Regions from separate parts of the Mus musculus genome. Here regions 1 and 3 are each linked to region 2. Evidence: chromatin contacts called from public HiChIP or PLAC-seq and capture Hi-C data. All regions are on one chromosome and are shown on one strand. The core of a region is the stretch at or near the end of the contact, and the rest is flanking DNA. Distances in the headings are between cores, read along the strand shown. Region 1 holds the start of Lmod3 (leiomodin 3 (fetal)). Region 2 has its middle 12 kb from the start of Gm24565. Region 3 overlaps Arl6ip5 (ADP-ribosylation factor-like 6 interacting protein 5).

The links. HiChIP or PLAC-seq counts read pairs in DNA pulled down with a chosen protein or histone mark. Capture Hi-C pulls out chosen DNA fragments and counts their contacts.
Region 1: a contact with region 2 is called in an H3K27ac HiChIP or PLAC-seq map of embryonic stem cells, with 5 times the contacts expected there. The contact joins the promoter of Lmod3 here to the enhancer-like site in region 2. A contact is called at or near these places in 10 of 39 promoter capture datasets (the 3T3-L1 cell line, 3T3-L1-derived adipocytes, the C10 cell line and 5 more), 1 of 484 Hi-C or Micro-C datasets (embryonic fibroblasts), 2 of 115 datasets of contacts at active chromatin or transcription factors (both in embryonic stem cells) and 3 of 9 other capture datasets (adipose tissue, embryonic stem cells and pancreatic islet).
Region 3: a contact with region 2 is called in a capture Hi-C map of embryonic stem cells, with 2.5 times the contacts expected there. The contact joins two enhancer-like sites. A contact is called at or near these places in 2 of 39 promoter capture datasets (cranial neural crest and hippocampal neurons), 8 of 115 datasets of contacts at active chromatin or transcription factors (astrocytes, bone marrow-derived macrophages, embryonic forebrain and 5 more) and 1 of 9 other capture datasets (embryonic stem cells).

The regions. Positions count from the first base shown.
Region 1 is chr6:97,251,479-97,254,421 of GRCm38.p6, forward strand. Lmod3 (leiomodin 3 (fetal)) reads right to left here and starts at 1,279. Exons shown (of 3, transcript NM_001081157.2): 1 at 800-1,279. The coding sequence starts at 1,093. It overlaps Gm32191 (a long non-coding RNA gene), which reads left to right and starts at 1,426. Exons shown (of 4, transcript XR_869294.2): 1 at 1,426-1,632.
Region 2 is chr6:97,716,911-97,720,004 of GRCm38.p6, forward strand. No RefSeq gene overlaps it. Among named protein-coding and RNA genes, the nearest start is that of Gm24565, 12 kb to the right of the region's middle. Within about 2 kb of position 1,826, at least 17 of the 459 cell types and tissues checked have an H3K27ac peak or open chromatin away from gene starts, as enhancers often do. A contact at or near this core is called in embryonic stem cells and trophoblast stem cells, where this site is marked.
Region 3 is chr6:97,216,003-97,218,981 of GRCm38.p6, forward strand. All of the region lies in intron 1 of Arl6ip5 (ADP-ribosylation factor-like 6 interacting protein 5), which reads left to right. Among named protein-coding and RNA genes, the nearest start is that of Gm52868, 4.3 kb to the right of the region's middle. Within about 2 kb of position 1,324, at least 26 of the 459 cell types and tissues checked have an H3K27ac peak or open chromatin away from gene starts, as enhancers often do. A contact at or near this core is called in embryonic stem cells, where this site is marked.

The DNA of each region.
Region 1 (2,943 bases), core at 29-2,528, 470 kb before region 2:
TCAATCATTTTTAAGTGCAACATTAAAATTTGTCCTTTAGAACCATCAAGACGGCTTATCAGGTAAAGGTACCTGCCACCTCGCTTGACCTACACACACACTCACACACTTACACACACACACACACACACACACACACACCTAATAATAAAAAAATGTAATTAAATTTTAACTGTGCTTTATACAAAACTCATGCCAGCTCTAGTTTTTAGATAAGTATCTCAAGAGAGGACTCTCTTGAAGATTCCTTCTTAGACATCAATTTTCAGGTGTCATCACTGATGCCCAATGCACATACAGTGTGCCCACGTTTTCAGTCTTGGGTTTGGCTTAGTGTATGGCCAGATTTCTTCAGAAGTGGGGAATCTTTGACATTATATGTAAAATATCGTATGTGCATAAGTAGTCTGGAGAAATGTGGAGTAGAATTTGGACAAGCTTCTCAAAAGGAGAAGCCAAAAAAAAAAAAAAAAAGACAGAAGAGCTGTTTCTGTGTTAAACCATTACATGTCATTCATGGCTACAGACCACCAACTCCACACAGAGACCCTGGTGCCAATGTTGAAAGAGAAACACTGACAAGAGGTTATCACCTTCTCCCCACTACCTTGCAATTATACTATTTTTTCAGAAAGTTACAGCCTGGGCTAGAACTTAATATTATAATTTAATTTAGGTGTGCCAAAATCCAAAACAGAATCACACATTTCATTCAGTCTTGAGAAATCACAATTGCAAAACACTACCCTGCCAGCCCAGTCCCGGCAGCCATTTGTGTCCCACACAGATCCCTGGTTACCTCAGACTGCACAAAACTGACAGGAACTCGTTCATCTTCCAGCATGCGTCTAGACGCCTTTTGCAAATACATGTAATCAACGAGAGACTTATGGTTGAAGTTTCCTGTGGGTGCCTTGTCTGTTTGATCCTTTTGGATCATCCCCACAGGAAGGTGGGGGTCAGGGGCCATGACTTCCATCTCTGACTGCAGTTCCTTCAGCTCTTCAGGGGATAAGTTGGCTAGGAGTTCGTCTTCATCGAGCTCCTCACTAAGGGTGTCTTCTTGCTCCGAATTCCTGCTGTGCCCCGACATAGTTTACTTTTTTTCTATCTGTTTCTAGATCACCAGAAAAGAAGAAATAATCCAATATGATATATTTTAAAGAAGGAATCAGTATGCAAACACCTCAGTGTCTTCTAATTAACAAATATCTTAGGCCAACCCACCCTTGAGAGATTTTCTCACTCAATGGTGTTGGTTGAGCTGCTGGGAGTGACTATAGCTCAGCTCATGTGGGATCTATATTAAGCAAGGTTTTCTGGGCAGAGTCAAGTTGTGGAACTACTACATGAGTCCCTTTTTGGCAACTTGAGTCATCTGGACAAATCCATCTGACATTTCAGTACAGCTGCTGGGCTAGACAGCGAGTAGCCGGGCTATGGAATCTCTGCAGGAATAAACGCATTCTTTTCTAAAGCCCTCCCACCCCAGGGAGCCCACACCCCATGCTCTAGATCTCCCGGGGAGCCTGCTGCTGCTTATCTAAACAACTCACAAAACATCAGAATGAAAATCCAGCCAGCAAATGCAGTTTCTCCTGGAATAGAAGCGTCGTCCCCTGAAGGTGGCCGGTGAGCTGGGCTTTGCCTGATCTTTCCAGCAGGCTCTGGAAGCCGTGCCTCTGAAGGGAACAGCTCAGGTCTTGCTATGGTATTCACCCCTGTGTAAGTGAACCGGTGCAAGCTGCTCTTATCTGCACCTAGATCCTGTGACCTGACAGATGGGGATAACAAGGCCCTGAATTTCCATGTAAGGGAGAGGGGCCATGTAAGGGGTTTAAAACCATTTATGTCTTTAGTAAGTGTTTATCAAACCTAGCTAAATTAAGATGGCTCTGAAGAGAATGTTTGTAATCATACTGTTGAAATACTGGGAGAAAAGGGACATGAAAAGAGTTTCTTTGTAAACTGTGGGGGAGGGACACTAATTTTTTTCAAATTGCTAACATACATTTATGTTGATCCAACAACCCTACCTTTTGAGGTATATACCTCAGATACACTCCCACCAAGGTGAAAGCACAATTGTATACATTAGCTGGCTACACAAAACTCTAAAACAGTGTGCATGACAGGATAGTCTTGAGACAGTAAGTTAAACAAATGTACATAAATAAAAATAAGAGCCAGGCCAGGTTCTGGATGCCTTTAGTCTCTTTGTACTTGTACTCAGGAGGCAGAGGCAGGCAGATCTCTGTGAGTTCAAGCTCAGCCTGGTTTACATAGCAAGTTCCAGGACAAAAAGGGCTACATAGAGAGACCCTGTCTCCAACACAACCCAAATAGATAAATATAAAAATATCAGTGAGATAGATTATTGAATAATAAATAAGAAACCAAACATTTCACGTGATTTTAGGGAGGGGTATAGGTGTCTAGAGGGCTGGGCTGGAGAAAGGCTTCACCATTATATATTTATATATTTCATATATATTATATTTTTATATTTTTTTCCAGAGACAAGAGTCCTTCTGTGTAGTCCTGGCTGTCCTGGAACTCACTCTGTAGACCAGGCTGGACTTGAACCCAGAGATCTGCCTGCTTCTGCCTCCCAAGTGCTGGAATTAAAGGCGTGTGTCACCATAGGCTAACTATTGTCAAATTCTGAGTTTTGCAACTCTTTACTCAGAAATTTAGATATTTTTGTACAAACAGGAACATAAGATACAGAACAAGAGAGAGTGTGAATTTTTCACCTTATTTCCCTGTTGAGAGCAATTGCAATGAATGCTTTGGCTTGTCTCAGTCATTTCTTTAGAAATAGGAACTCTGGATCAACATGCCATCTTTATAGCCTTTGGCAATTTGACCTTGGAAGTCAACTCTGCCCTTGGCTTCGCCCCTAGCCCTGTGCTCTTTGGTTTATTGTTTGTTTTTGACATA
Region 2 (3,094 bases), core at 576-3,075:
ATTTCCATTGCATAGGGTAGGATAGATAACCTAGGAATAAGTTAAAGTATGTGGGAGGATGTTTGTAGGTTAGATGCAGCCATGAAGATACATCGTCATACAATGGACTTGAGCATCTGTAGATTTTAATATCCCGGAAGGATCCAAACCTGGCCTTTGTCCCTGTTGTCCTTGTTTTCAGGAATTCTTATACAAAATTTTAAGTATTTATTCTGTACCAACATACAGTCCCTGTACATACAGTCCTTGTATATATTTGCTGGACTTGAAAAAGATAACTTCTTTCAAGTTTCTCGTGTACTTTGACCATATTGAAATACCCAGTCCTCTTATCCTTCCTTTTCCTCTCCTGCTAATCCCCTTCCTCCTCACCTCCTTCTTCTTTCATGACATCTCTATGTGATTTGATGTGTCTATATAGGATCTAAGATCTGCAAGAAAGAGAACAGTGATCTTTTTCTGAGTCTGGCTTATTCTAATTAACGTGAGGATCTCAAGCTGTATCTATTTTTCTTGTAAGCAATACAGTTTCATTCTTCTTTATGGCTGAATCAAATTCCATTGTCATATACACCACATATCCATTATCTATTCATCTGTTGACAGACAACTAGGCTGATTCCTCAAATAGGCTACCAATAAACACAGGCAAGAGTGCCCCCAATAAAAATAGATACTGTATACACACATCGTGAACATAATGCTCAAATGTCACTTCCTCTGTCACACCACCCCTGACTCCCTGAGCCAGATTTAGCAATGTTTTTTCTTCCATATCTTTAGTATACTTTACTGTGTCTAAAAGCAGTTATCAGCCACCAAGAAAATGAAGCAAGATCTTTAAACATCCAAATACAAAACCAGCCTAAGTCAAGGCAATTGCTTCCTGTAGTTTTGGAGTCCCAAGACCTCAAATAGCGCTTGAACACAGTACATGAGTGAATGGCAGACAGAGACTCGGTCTTAGAAATAAATTTAAGTTTCTCTTGAATAAATGGGACTCCAATGAATTTTGCATCAAAAAGGCATGGAACTCCTATAGCACCTATGTATGCATGCTTGAGCGAACATTGCTGTGAGTAGCACCCGTCAGTTTTGCCATCAGTTTTGTGATATCAGTTTCAAATCTCTAGTATAATCCAGTCTCCTCAAAAAGCTAAAACTTATCATTTTTCTGTGACATGGTTAAAGCAAAAACAAACGAAGCAAAAACAAAGAGCGGAGCTGCAAAGGACTTCTGGGCTTACATAGCTTGCAGAGCCCAGCAAGGCAAGAGTTTACCCTGTTCACTCCCATGTCCCCTGTGGAATTATCAAACGACCAGGGAGTGTGGGTGGTAACAAATGAGGAGATTCTTCTCTCTTCCTGTTGAGTCATACCTCCAACCAGAGGAAGTGACCTTAATTTGTGGATAGCTTGTTGTTTGAAATTGGAAGCTACATCACAGCCCTGCTCCTTGTGGCTTTTCCTTCCCAGCTTCATAAATTTCCCTTACATTTGCAGCCAGAGCGAGTTACTTACTGTTTCCCAATCTGGTGTTTGCACAGTACCACAGGCAAAAGTTAATATGTGCTCTGGTTTCCCCAGGGACTCCAGGGCAACAGTTAGGATAGAATTAATCTATCAATGTGGTCTCTAAAAAGCACCTCCAGGCTGGATTCTAGAACAAAAGGCAGAGGGGAACAGGGAAGATCTGTTGGTACCACCATTATCTAAATGGATGCAAATGAAGCCAAATTGAAAATGTCTGGCCTTTAGCGGAGGGATAAGAATCAACAGAGCATCCATTTGCATGTTTTATTGTAATGGTGAATCCAGACACAATGACTGAGCTGGGATACAGGCACCTCAGGAAAGCCATTGAGCCTCACGTTTACTTTCGCTGTCTTGATGGAAGGAGAGAATGGCTAGGCTTTCTGAACATTCATGAGCTTTCAAGCTGGGAGAGCTTGTTGACTGTGTAGGAGAACTTGGCAACGGTGCCAGTGAGCTAGTGAATCCCGCTAGGCATTTTTCCTGTCAGTTTGGGTCAAATGGTGGCTTTTAGGGCTGTGTAACTAACTTTTATTGAACACTAATTCAGGTACAGCACTGAGTTCTTTATATACATTTTATCACTCAAGTCTCCTGGCCCTTGGGTAGAGTCCATCCCCATTTCAACTTTACAAGGAGAAGACAAGTAAATGGGTGAGTCCAGATATAAAAACGCATTTGGCTAATCCCAGAGCCAGAGCTGTGGGCATGTGAAGTCATTACTTTTTCTACTATCAAATCATCTGTTGATTAACTCTTTTCATTCAGTAAAATTTATGGAACAAACCTATCACAAGTTGTTAAGTACCTAGATAGAAGGTAATACAAATATTATCCCAGCTTCCAAGTTCTTGTCTGTAATAAAATGCACTGGAAATAATAAAAAATAATTTTGGTTGTTTTATGAAAGCAGCAGAGGAGGTATTTTCTTGTCATCGTGCTCCTTTTCAGTAACATCCATGTTTCTCCTCCTCTTCCTCCTCCTCCTCCTCCTCATCATCATCATCATCGGGACTCTATTGAATCTTTACTGTGTGGCTGCTACTATACTTATGTCAGAGGTGGTATTAAGGACTGCTGGATCCTGAAGCCTCACATTTTAATAACACATATGTACATGTTCATGTATGTGCATATTTATGTGGGTGCGCAGCATGTGAAAATCAGCAGAACAAAGGATAACCTTGAATGTCCCTCCTCAAGTACTATTCACTTGTTTTGTTTTGTTTTATTTTGTCTTGTTTTGTTTTGTTCGGGGATCTGTAACTGGCCTGGAGCTTGCCAAGCAGGCTGGGCTGGTTGCTCAGTGAGCCCCACAGATCTGGCTATCTCTGAGTGACCAGACCTGGGATTACCAGGCAGTGCCACTGCACCTGGCTTTTGGCACATAGGTTCTGAGGCTTATACTCAAGTCTTTGTGGTTGAAATTGCAAGCACTTTACCAGATGAGCTATCTCCTCTGTTCTTAAAGCCTTATATTTTAGTCAAAGTATCTTCTGAGAATGCTAAAGGCTAAGAAAACAGTGCCTATTTAAAGATTTAAAAAATTATTGTTTGAGAG
Region 3 (2,979 bases), core at 74-2,573, 500 kb before region 2:
ACACTTTTGGAAACATGAAGGTTTGAGGTCATGCAGCCAATTGGAACCCAAACTGCTTATGGTAGCCGACGTGATTGCTAGCAGGTGAAATAACTTTTCAATCAAACCACATGACAAATTTGCTAAAGTTCCTGCTTAATCAGATTAAACTATGTGACAATGACATCATTTTACTGTTATGCTAACTTATCTTACTCCTTCCTGATATGAAAGCTCATGTTTTGTATTTTCTGGTGTGGCCTCAGAGTCACTAACCACCCACTGTATTTGCAACTTGTAAATGCTTCTCCTTGCCTACAAGGCACAGGCACACATTTTGCCCTCCCCCCTAACACAGAGTCCTGTTGCTGCTGGGTGAATGAGCCCAGGTTTTCTTGGCAGGAATCACTCTGTGTCCTGATCATTTGGCCCCTAAAAGTGTTAAAAAAAAAAGGGTGGGATCAACAGCTGCTACTTTATGCTTCTGGCTTGCCAAGACGGTAAGACATTTCTAGAAGGCTAGTAATTATAGATGTGAAAAAAAAAAAAGAAGTATTACGGTAATTCTCTTCGAAAGAAGTATGGTTCTGTGTATGCCCAAGGCATATGGCTGTCAGTATCTGGTATTGAGAATGCTTACAGTGTGCTTTTAAATGCTACAAGGAGAAAGAGCTGGTTGCCAGTTGGTGAGGGAAGAAAGAGCTAAGAAAGTCCTGGGTGCCCTGCATGGGGATATATTTAAACATTTGTGGGAAGAAAAGACTCGACATCTGTGTCCTCCCCTGCTAGCCTCTAAATAGCCCTTGAGGTTGTTCCCTTGTAGCTACTGTCCTTTGCCCTGGCTTTGATCAGGTAAACCAGATCATCTTAGGGGTTTGTTGTTTGTTGGTTGGTTTTTATATACTAAAAGGTAGACTGTAAGACAAACGATTCTTGGAATTTTTTTCGTAGACCGTCTATTGCCATTCATAGATGGTAAGTGAACCCTCCACAAGCCCAGACCTGTTTCACCCAGTGCCCGTCCACTGACCCTGTTTGTAAGTTTATGCTGGTAGCTTTGTTCCGCTTACAGATTTGTCATTTTTTTTAACTCTTTATATTCTACCAGTGTAATGAATGATAAGAATGATGGAAACTACTAACAATTATTTTCATGGTTGTTTGCAAATCGAATAAATGGCCGTCTGTTTATGCTTTAAGATTAGTGAGTGCCAGTGGTTTCTCAGTGGATTCTTGCTTGGCTCGCTTCCTTCATTCACTCAATGGGAGTGGGAAGCACCACCAGCCTTTCAGATGCTGTTGGGAGGAGGTGGAAAAGAGTGCATTGTGATTCCTTTATCGAGATTAAGGTCCAGAGGGGTAGTAAGACCATGCTGAAAAAGGTCCGAAGTAATTTTATACACACCAACCAAGCCTACAAAATGCATAACTATAGCCAGATGGTGGTGATACACGCCTTTAATTCCAGCACTCAGGAGACAAAGGCAGGCAGATCTCTGAGTTCAAGGCCAGGCTTGTGTACAGGGCAGGACAGCCAGGGGTACACGGAGAAACAAACAAAGGAAGGAAGGAAGGAAGGAAGGAAGGAAGGAAGGAAGAAGGAAAGGAAAGAAAAAATAGACAACTACATAGTTACAGGTCTTAATTACACTTAGAAAAGTCTCCAGTGTTAGAAATAGGGGAAACACTGTTATATGGACAGGTAAGAGGGTTATTACATTTTTATAATATAATATAATATAATATTTCAATCGCAATTGACAGTACTTTTCAGTTGAACAAATATTAAACAGGGTGCTTAGCTGGAGTCCTGAGGATAAACACCCCACCTGCCCAATCCTCCCAGTTTTCATCTCCATCTGCCCCATCCTGCTTCTTTAAATAGACTTCATTCAGGGAAGACACGGTGTAGGTGGATGTCTTCCTCTGGTGGATCTGGAGGGTTTTTTGGTTTTTTTGTTTTTTTTTTTTTTTTTGGTTTGTTTTGTTTTTTGTTTGTTTTTTTTTACTGCAGATCTTTAAGAGATCTGTCAACATTCAGATATTTAATCTAAAGATCTTTAATCTGAGCTGAGGATGTGGCTCAGAGGGAGAACAAGCTTTGCATACACAAGGCCCTGTGTTCTATCCCTTGTAGGCAAAATAAAATATCCTTGGTGTCATATATGTCTCTTGTTCTTCCTGGCTTCTCTCTGTCACCATCTCTTTTTTGTTAAAAGAATTAGTTTCCCACCCTGCCTCAGTCAACTAATTGGCATTTCTGTTTCCTTTCACTAGGAAAAGATTTACAATGTTTCTAGGTAAAATGAAATAAATGTATATAGTCTGGATTGTTCTCTCTCTCTCTTCCCCTCCCTCCCTCCCTCTCTCTCTCCCTCCCCCCTCCCTTCCTCCCTTCCTCCTTTCTTCCGTTCTTCCTTCTTTCCCTGCATGTATATCTGTGTGAGGGTGCCAGACCCCTTGAACTGGAGTTACAGACAGTCATGAGCTGACACATGGGTGCTGAGAACTAAACCTGGATCCCCCTGAGAGAACAGTTAGTGCTTGCTATCTCTCCACTGGCCTCCCCTCTTAGAAGTTGGAGTTGTGAATCAATTTAGGGCTACAGAACTCTGGACAATGTTGGGATTCTATCATTTTATACTATGTTATATTATATGATTTTTCCTCTGGACCTGTGAATTTTATCCTTTAGCATTCATCTTTAGAAGACTTACCCTCGACGTAGCATCTGTTCAGGGAATGCTTTTGCAGTGTCCACTGAGCAATAATACCTGCAGTTTGGCTCCCATTCAACAGCTGTTTACTGTAAATAGGATTTCAGGGGCTTGCCATGATATAACACATGGCTCAGCCTTCCCTTCCCTTCACAGGCAGGCAGAAAGGCCATTTAATATAGAAAATGGCCTTTTTCATTGCTACTTTTGTTGTCCAGATTCCAGCCCACCAATGTGATTGTATAGGTTGAAGGTTAGTGTGAAATAAATAAGACACTCCCTT